Linked DNA regions of Sus scrofa: region 1 is linked to region 2. Evidence: chromatin contacts called from public Hi-C data. All regions are on one chromosome and are shown on one strand. The core of a region is the stretch at or near the end of the contact, and the rest is flanking DNA. Distances in the headings are between cores, read along the strand shown. Region 1 holds the start of LOC102166590 (putative methyltransferase NSUN6). Region 2 holds the start of EPC1 (enhancer of polycomb homolog 1).

Region 1 (4,766 bases), core at 281-2,780, 72 kb before region 2:
TGGATAGACAACCAAAGATTGGAAAATACAAACCTGCCTACAGGCAGGATGGTAAGGTGGAAAGACCACGAGCTTGGCAATCAAAGACAATCAACATTCACTGTGCACTTCTGGCTAGGCCCTGCCAGCACCACACACAAGGAACATTTGCTGAGGGCTTAGTATGCGCCAAAACGATGCTAGGTGCTTGCACTTAATGATTACTCCTTAAAACAACCTTGGAAATTTACTACTGTTAACCGTCCTCAAATTTCACAAAGGAAATCAAGGTTAAGTGAAATTTCCTCAAAGCCCTGGGCCACAAATCGGGGAGCAGGGGGTTCCCACATCTAGCCCTTTTCCCATTGAACCTGAGCGCTGTGCCTTCAGATTCCAACACTAACAGGAGAGGAGCGTCAATTTGATTCAGTAACGTCTCCTTCGACCCTCGGTTCTCTGAGCTATGAAAATGGGAAGGCAGTCTCTTCCCCAAAAAAAGACTGCTAAGATCCAGACGTAAAGGTCTGCTGTCCACTACACTCCAATTAAAAAAAAAAAAAAAAAAAAAATGTGAAAACGTGAAGGTCTGCAAATGACCTAGCACACGTACTGACATTTCAGAAAAACTCACCTAAGTTAACTATACTTCAATAAAAAAAATTTTTTTAAAAGCACTCACTGAAATTATAGTACCTCTTCCACCTGAGGTCCAGCTCAGGCGCTGAACGTGCACAGGTGTTTCTTCCCCACAGGATTTAAAAGCTCTAGAGAACAGGAATCTTTTTCTGCTCATCCTTATAACCTCTCCGGTGCACGCCTACCACTAGGCACAAAAACGCTTTTTCCCCTCCCTTCTTTCTCGGTCCTAAGCGTTAAAACATACACCCTATTCACTTCCTAGCATGCAAAGCATTAGTTCAATAACTGCACAAAGATATTAGCATTTATTCTACCTTAAGAAAGACCAGCAGTAAGAAAAAACGGCTGTAAACATTTGATTTCTAGATTTTTCTACTTCTCCATGAATTTTCGCAAATATTATGTAACTTGTTTGACCTACCTTCTCATTCAGAAAGCCCGCTTTAAGATAGTTTTCAAGTCTCAACGTTATTATAGGGAAAACAGACATGTTCCTATCGCTTAGTACTCCTCCTCCAAGAGAAATGCCAGTGGTTTTTCTCTCCGAATTATAACAAACGTATGGGCGCTGAATCCCCCGCACCGCCGGGACCCCAGCGCCCCGCTCGCGCCAGGTTCACGCTGGAAACGCGGAGGAACCTCCAAGGTTTCTCTAACTCAGCCAGTTTAGAGCGGCGTCTGAGCGGCTTCTCACCTGCCCTGAACACGACCTAGGTCCCACTTTAGCAACGCTCACGGAAATCACTACGCGGCCACGCCACTCAGGTTGCAGAAGGGGAAAAAAGCCGTGCGGAGTGAATCCTCTCCAAACTAGATAGAGCAGGAAACCAGGCTGACGCAAACTCAGACAAACCCAACTTATGCTTCTTCCAAAACCGCGCTCTCAGCGTCTCTGGAGAAAGCCGCTTCTGGAATGCGTCACTTCCGGCGACGCGTCCCTCCCCTCCTTCCCCTGCTCGCCAATCCACAGCCGTCAATTGCCGCTACGTCACGTCTCCGGAGCTTCCCAGCTCCGCCTACGGTGCGTCCACGTGCAGCAAGACTGGCTGGGCGGGGCTTTAGGAGGAGGTGGGGCGCTGCCCAGGAGAGTAAACAGACTGAGAGTAAACTCCTGGGCGGGGAGAGCTGGACGCCGGGGCAGGTGGGGAGGGTTGAGTCCTGGGGGCCTGAATTAGGTGAGGGGTCAGTTACCTGCTAGGTGAACGGATGAAAACCAGAGTTTATTTGGACTTAGCAGCCACTCTTTGATTTTAGTAAACTACCTTGCTTCTCTTAGGCTCGCTGATCTGCCTTCAGCTGTGAATAAACAACATTAGTCAAATTTATAACAGGTGGGTTAATGGTATTTCAATATCCATGAGTGCTCCGGTGAAACTAAAACGCAGAGGCGGTTTTTACAATTAGTTGAATAAAGCTAACAGTTACCTGTATGGTAGTTGATTTATACTTTAAAAGTCTCGGAGACCTTTGGCGTAATTTTGTGTTACAGAGAAGGAAAGATTCAAAGGGAGAAGAGACCTAAAGAAAGTTTCCTATGATTGAACAGGAAAATAAAAATAATCCTCCTGTCTCTGAGAATTAGTGTTTTTTGCAGCTACCACAGTAATTAACACGGTAGTAATAACTGCAGAGAAAGTTTGTTTTTTGCTTTTTATTTTTAGAGTCGCACTCTCAGCGTATGGAAGTTCCCAGGCTAGGGGTAGAATCCGAGCTACAGCTGATGGCCTACTCCACAGCCACAGCAACAGGAGATCTGAGCTGCATCTGTAACCTACACCACAGCTCACAGCAACACTGGATCCTTAACCCACTGACCAAGGCCAGGCATCCTCATGGATCCTAGTCAGTTCGTTAACCGATGAGCCACAACGGGAACTCCAGGAAAAGTTTTTTCTTAAGTCTTTAAATCTCACACGGAGATGTTTTTTAAAGTGTATTGCTGGAGTTCCAGGTGTGGCTCAGCAGGTTACAAACCCCATTAGGACCCATGAGGATGTGGGTTCAATCCCTGGCTTCACTCAGTGAATTAAGGATCCAAGGTTGCTCTGAGCTGTGGTGTAGGCCGACAGCTGTAGCTGGGATTGGACCCCTATCCTGGGAACTTCCATGTGCCAAGGGTGCGGCCCTAAAAAGCAAAAAAAAAAAAAAGTATTATACGTATTTTCTATGATACACCAGCCAGGTTCTATAGAAAATACTTTCACTTACAGACATTATTCAACTCAGCAGCTCTGGAGAGTGGTTATCATTATCTTTTTAACAAATGAGTAAAAGCAAACTCCCAGAGCTGAAATAACTCTCAGAGCCTGAACAGGAGGAGAGGGTAGGAGCAATCTACAAAAGGAGGGGACATGCACCCCTACGTCACCCACCACAGTTGTACCCATGCTTCTCCCTCAGCTCACATCTACAGCTCTGGGGACTCCTGTACTACCTGCTGAACAAGAAGAAAAGTTTACAGATTGCTTTCATATTGGTTGCCTAGGTATATGGGTAGAAGACAAAACTAGATTGTAGCTGGACTCTAGTCATAGTTAGGGGGGTCTTGAATGACCGTGTCAAAGAAGATTTTCCCCTAATGAGAGAATCTGTGAGCAGTGTATCTGCTTACCCATTGGGCATGGAGGAAGTGGCTCAAAATGAGAATGGACATGGACTCCTGGGTGGCAGCTCTGCCTGCCGATCAAGGGCATGGAAGAAAATAGAAAGGCCAGAGACAAGATCTTGGATAGAGGCATGTGTGTAGACAGAAGGCACCCACCACTGAGGAAGCCCTGAACAACTTAGTGGACAAAACGATTCAGCCCATTGATGTTAGTCACCCTTTGTCTTCAGCTACCCCTGGCCTGGCACTATGGGCACGTGAAAAAAGTGGTCACAGTGGCACTCAAATAACTACACAGTTACACTACATGAATGCTAACATGAAGTTCCTCGTCACTCTTAACTTACCTTTGTAGCCCCAGCCTTAGCATACATTAAGCACTTGGTAAATATTTAAGGATAAATAAATGAATGAATACGTGTAATTTATAATTCCTATCCAGCAAATAGTTATTTAGGGTCAGTAAGCAAGAAGCATTGTGTTGGGTACTTAGGCACAGCAGCCAGAGAAACCACAGTCAACTGACCTCGTAGAGTCCATGGTCTCTTTTGGGAGGAGAAAAAATGAATAAGCAGTTAAAGATATGACGAATGTTAAAACTGGGGAAATATGGGGTGTAAGGAACAGGAAACAGTAAGAAAATCTAATTTAATTTAATCTAAAATGAATCAAAGAGCACAAAAAAACTCCCAGAAAGGAGAAAGGGGCTCCAAGAAGCAATGGTTACATGAAAACCAAAAAATGGATTAGCCAGGCAGGCGTTGTGAGGGACACTGGGGGAGGAGAGGGAAAAGGGCCAAGATGAGAATGTTCCAGGCAGGAAGAACTGTCATGTGCAAAATTGGTATATAGTATATGAAGGATTGAGAGGCAAGAAAATAGTTTAGAGAGAGAACTCAGGCCTTACTTTTGAAGATTCCTATTAGCAGCCCTGGTAAGTAGGGAAGCACTTGATCCTAAGGCCAATGGCAAGTCATTAAAGAGCTACAGAGCAGGAGAGTAGCAAGCTCAGATTCATATCACATTTTTAAACTGTCACATCAGGAGTTCCTCCCTGACTCGTTGGGTTAAGGATCTGATGTTTTCACTGTTGTGCCTCGGGTTCAGTCCCTGGTCTGGGAACTTTTCCATGCCATAGGCATGGCCCAAAACAAAACAAACAAACAAAAAAAAGGATTGTGTCAAGTGATCGTGGAAAAAGGACTCCAAAGGTACAAGAACAAAGCCAGAAAAACCCACCCAGTAATCCAGACAATGAAAGAGAAGTGGGTAGATATGAAAGGTATTTAACGCTTGGGGTTTGGTGGGACCTGTGGCATCCTGGGAGCCCTGGGACACAGGTTAGATCCCTGGCCTGGAATAGTGAGTTAAGGATCAGGCGTCAAGGAAGCTGCGGCTTAAATTTCAACTACAGCTCGTATCTGATCCCTGGCCCAGGAGCTCCATATCCCGAGGGGCGTCCGAAAAAAATAAATAAATGAAAGGAATAAATTCCAGGAGTTCACCTTGGGGCTCAGTGGGTTAAGAACCCAAAATAATGTCT
Region 2 (4,990 bases), core at 1,714-4,213:
TGTTTTGCCTCATTTGTTTAAAAAAAATTGTTAATTGAACCTTGTTCAACTCATATGAAATGTGAGGTTTTTTGATCAATTCTACTGAAGAGAGAAGCACAAAACTGAGGCAAAGAGTAGCCTGAATTCTTTCTTTTGATTTTACCAATAATGTGTCGGATCTAAGATATTTGTATCTTACTCCTATTTATTTATGGACTAAGTCTTAATCAGTGGCTATAACCACAATGGGGATTTTAAAAAATACAATACCAAAACACTGTGACACACTATGTAAATTCAAAATTAGCATGGAGTTTTTTCTCCACTTCCCCACTGCTTCCTTGCATTGTACCATCACCCAAACCTCCAAACTCTTAACTTCCAATATTTTACTTTCTGAAGAAAATCCCTTGCTTGGATGTCAAATTCCTTTCCATAGCTTACAAATTTCAGCAAGATGTCACTACCTGTTTGACCTCCTCTGACATCATTTTCCCTTTCTCTCAACATGCTGCATGGCCATGGGCCTCATTTTACTTCCTGGAACACTCCAAGCTCCATTCAGTCTCAGGGCCTTTGCACATGCTATAAGCAGTTCCTTGTCTGTTATTTCTCTTGTATTTTTCAAGTCAGGCTCCTACTCATCCTCCAAGTCTAGCCTTAATTCCATGTGCTTAGAAACAACTTTCCTTACCACCTTATCTATGTGTTTCCCCTCTCTGTTATTCTGAAAGATTTTGCTGTTTATTTCTTAGTAGCAATTACAATTTGCAATTATGTATTTGTTTACTGACTTGTTTCTCTCTTTCCACTAGACTGTGAGTTTCATGAAGGAGATAAACTTCCTGCTTGTCCAGCACCCAGCTACTCTATAAACTCTCAAGAACTATTGGAATAAACCTGAAATTATTTATCCTGTGTCTTTTGGTGATATTTTTTTCCAAAATATCTCACCTTACATTTTATCTTTACCAAAATGAATGTTGTTCACATCATGTATTTCATGACTACTGTCTCAAAATATCTGAAGAAAATTCTGCTGTAGGGAAGTATGTAACTAGAAATATGCCTATTGTGGAAAATGCACAGAATAGCCTAATCTATAGGTTATAAAAGTATATATATTCATGTACATCCATATACACATATGAATGTACATATATAATTACCTATGTATAATTGTGTGTGTGTGTGTGTGTGTGTGTGTATACACATACGAATCCATGTGTATATTTAAGGGTGGGTTGAAGGGATGGGAGAGAAAAGGACAGAGCTCAGGTGATGGAAAGACAAAATAGTACATAGTGAAATTGGCCCCTAGCAACTTTTTTCTGTTGGAAGGAAAACTGCTTAAAATTTTCTTTTCTTGGGAATTTTAGTCTATTCTCTTCATTAGAGGACTTCTTAAGGATGTTTTCCTGATTATAATCACATAAATGTTATTGAAATTTACTCTCATCCGGTAACTACTGATGAGATTACAAAATAAAAAAAAAATAGTTCACTCTCAAAAATGTCCAGATTTAGACAATAAATTAGTCCCCCAACCATAGTTCTTCTAAGAATGTTACCTATTAAATGCTAGGCAGAGATAGAAATACCAGAAGGGGTGTGTGTGTGTGTGTGTGTGTGTGTGTGTGTGTGTGTGTGTGTGTGTGTGTAGGGGTGGGGGAGGGGTCCATAGAAGGCAAATACTTGCCCACTCCTTTCTTTGGCCAGTTCCTTTGAACCCCTTTTTACCCCTGGCTCCCTAGAAGTGTGGCTGGCCAACAAGTTTATACCGAATGTGTTCTATTAACACACCCATGCGGAATTTGACACATTTTGATATTTGCTGATTGGGTGGCTTTACATTTACAATCAACTACACTGCTGCATTCATTTCACATTGATTCTTTTTTTTTTTTTTTTTAAGTTTTCGACTTCATTTTTATTTGAAAGCCCAGCTGCAACCACCAAATACCTGACTCAGCTCCCAACTAGACACACAGCATCAAATTTCCCAGCCCACTTAATTTGAAAGCCTGCCAAGATAGGTGAAAGACCTTATAAATATGTAAAGCAGGAAGTTCAAATTACAGTCAAGTAAATCTCTAGTGATTGATATTCTTTCCAAAACAATTTTTTAAAAAGACTAATAAAAAAGCAGCACATTTCTAAGAAATCCCTCCCCCCCTTACCAAAAGCTTCACCGACTTCAGCCTGGACAATGTACTTTTAGTACTGTATTTATTTTGGATTTTTACCACTTCCTGGAGGCCGGGAGGAGCCACAGTGGGAGGATCCAAAAAAATTCAGTACCACAGCCATTTTGTTTGTAAGGCTGAGTGGTAGAAATCTGTCAGCCAGTAAAGGTTTCTGAAACAATTTTTAAGAAGGGGGGTGGGGGGAAAAAAGGATGCCTATTGTTTTTTGAGTGTAACGGTTAAAATCATTATTTTATTTGTATTTCCTGCACCAACGGCAGTTGTTACGGCTAACCAATTCTTTTTTTTTTTTTTTTTAAAGGAGTTTTTTTTTTTTTTAAGCTCCCTGAGCTGAAAACGGTGTGAATTTTGTGCATGGCTTTTCCGGGTACCTTCAGGCTATCCAATCAAATATGTTTCGATAGAATTCATTTTTCAACGGCCACATTTGTATCCAAATTAGACATCGACGTTTGTGAATGACAATCTGCTTAAGAAGAGCGTGCTAGTTAGTCCCTAAAAACCCATAAGCAAGAAAGAAGCGTGTTCCCTAGGCCATCAAAGGGGCCTTTTTGCGAGCTCGCAGGCAGTCGTGGGCGCTATTGTTTTGCAGTGTCACTTCAGAGCGAGCTCAGACTTTGTCATTTGGGTGGCTGTGTTTTTAAAAGCCCAGTGTAAAATGGCACTCACACTGCATTTTTTTCCGAGCTGCAGGAGGCGGGGGCAGCGGGGGGATAGTGCAGACTGTGGGGACGCTGGCCTCCCAGCCAATCAGAGCCCGCCTGCTCGCCATCGCAAAGTTGTTAACCCCAGAGTCTTCTGGCTGCCGCTGCCTCCTCTGCTTTGAATCTTCCGTGGATATTTCTCCGATTTTTCCCAAACGCCCACAGATCTTGGGGAAGCCACCCCATTCAGCCATCGACCATGGAAGAAAGTCTGACTTTTTCTTTCCCAAATATTTTAAAAGATGTTGGAAGCTCCATATGCTGCCTGGAGGCTGTTGTTTCTAGAGACACAAGTATCCAGCCTATATTGTTACAATGCTTTTTCCAGGACTGGCTTCTTCTTTGCCTCCACGAATGGTAAGTTTGTAATTTTAAACATTTTTGTCCTTACGTCTTGGAAGGAGCCACTCAGATTTTTAAGAAAGGATTTTCATTGTGTTTCTTCTCACAAAAGCAATCTTTGTATTTTTTCTTTAGCTTTGATCTCTGCACATTTCCACCTAATCTTGTCTGGTTAAATTTTACTGAAAGAAAGAAATTGGTTTTTTGTTTTTTGTTTTTTCAGCCTGTGATTCAAGCTAAATATTTCTAATATAAATTATACTTTAATTATTGCGAGCTAAGGGGAACTCAGCTATTTCAAGATGGACTTGTTTTGTGCCAGCAATGTTGGTGATGCCAAATATGTGCATATCCTCTTTATAAAAATTATGTATTACCTAATTTGTCCAGGACTAAATGATCAGCAGGCAAACTAGGGATGTAGTTTGGTTTTGTGTTGTTTTAAATAGGCCTATTGTGGTTTTCTTGATGGATTACTTGGATACAAACTACAGAAAAGCTGCCCTTGGTATAATGAAGGTGGAGATTGACATAACCGGGTTTATATTAAGTTATGGCTGTTACTAAATAGTGGATCTTTTATTTGCTGATCAGATCTAAACTTGGGTTCCATGATAGTCATTCTCTGTAGCCCCTCATTAGGTAATCTTTGCAGATCCTGTTTTTCTCCAAAAAAGGTACATTGGGGAGACATTTTGTAATTTTTGGCATTTTTCTAAAATTTTTTTTTTTTCTTTTTGCCCACGGTGGGAGATCTTTTTTGTTTTGCATTGATCTGTGTTGGTGGCGCTGTAGCTCTCCTCAACAATTTATGTCAGTTTCACTAAAAGAAAAAAGGAGGAAAAAAAAAAGAGGTGGGGCAAGATTTGATCTATTATCTTCTCCCTTTATTTCCTTAAAGAAAGTTCGATTTGGTGCGAGGAAATTATTCAGTTTGTGTTATTTTAATGTTTTCTGCGAACTGTGAACTGTGAGTGAGAACAGACATGTCGTCACAACCCGTCCAGGAGCAGCAGGGACGGGCATGCAGTTTGCAGTTGTGTTTTATCTGATCTGATTATCTCTAGATCAAAATTTCTTCCATAATAAGCTGTCAGTTTACTCTCTCTTTCCTCAGAAACGTCTTGCATTTTCCTTCTCTCACAATACCATCCGTGCTTATGTCTTCTTTCTAACAAAATGTTGGAGTTTTAGTTCACTGAACATTGTAAAAGTTGAATTTCATTTTGAACCTAGGGATTTCTTAAATAAGTATTCTAAGTTTCTCCTGGGAATTTTCTAGGTAATAATGCCTACATTGTTGTTTGTTTTATTTCAAAGTGATATTTTGGTTGAATTTATGTGTTTCCTTGTTTGAAAAGAGCAAGTATTTTTGAATGAGATAATTTTTTTAAGAATCTGTGTACCACTGCTTTTAAATTTAAAGATATTGGTATTCATGTATTTAAATGCAGGGTAAATCTTTTCCATCTTTGTTCTTATTGGGAGTTATCTGATTAGAGAATATGGGATTTAGGCCCAAAGCCTCCCAAGAACAAAAATGTACATTATGATATGACATAGTTTTTACTGGTCCTTAGTTATTTATGGAGATAATAAATATGTCCTTAATTGAAAAAGAAAGTAGTAGAGATCAGTGATTGTACCTAAATATTTTGCCAAATAAAACAAAAACAACTGAAATAGTATCCCAGACAACCTTTTCATATGATTGAATACATTATTTCTTGAGAGAGTAAAAAATTTCTGGAGTTA

Evidence for each region. Hi-C and Micro-C count contacts between places; a contact is called where the count stands out from the background.
Region 1: a Hi-C map of liver shows a contact between it and region 2, with 2.2 times the contacts expected there. The contact joins the promoter of LOC102166590 here to the promoter of EPC1 in region 2. A contact is called at or near these places in 1 of 5 promoter capture datasets (liver), 1 of 47 Hi-C or Micro-C datasets (liver) and 1 of 2 datasets of contacts at active chromatin or transcription factors (alveolar macrophages).

What each region holds. Positions count from the first base shown.
Region 1 is chr10:43,015,611-43,020,376 of Sscrofa11.1, reverse strand. It overlaps LOC102166590 (putative methyltransferase NSUN6), which reads right to left and starts at 1,530. Exons shown (of 11, transcript XR_002336341.1): 1 at 1,313-1,530.
Region 2 is chr10:42,944,832-42,949,821 of Sscrofa11.1, reverse strand. EPC1 (enhancer of polycomb homolog 1) reads left to right here and starts at 2,963. Exons shown (of 14, transcript XM_021064807.1): 1 at 2,963-3,250. The coding sequence starts at 3,209. It overlaps LOC106505154 (a long non-coding RNA gene), which reads right to left and starts at 2,832. Exons shown (of 3, transcript XR_001299281.2): 1 at 2,163-2,832.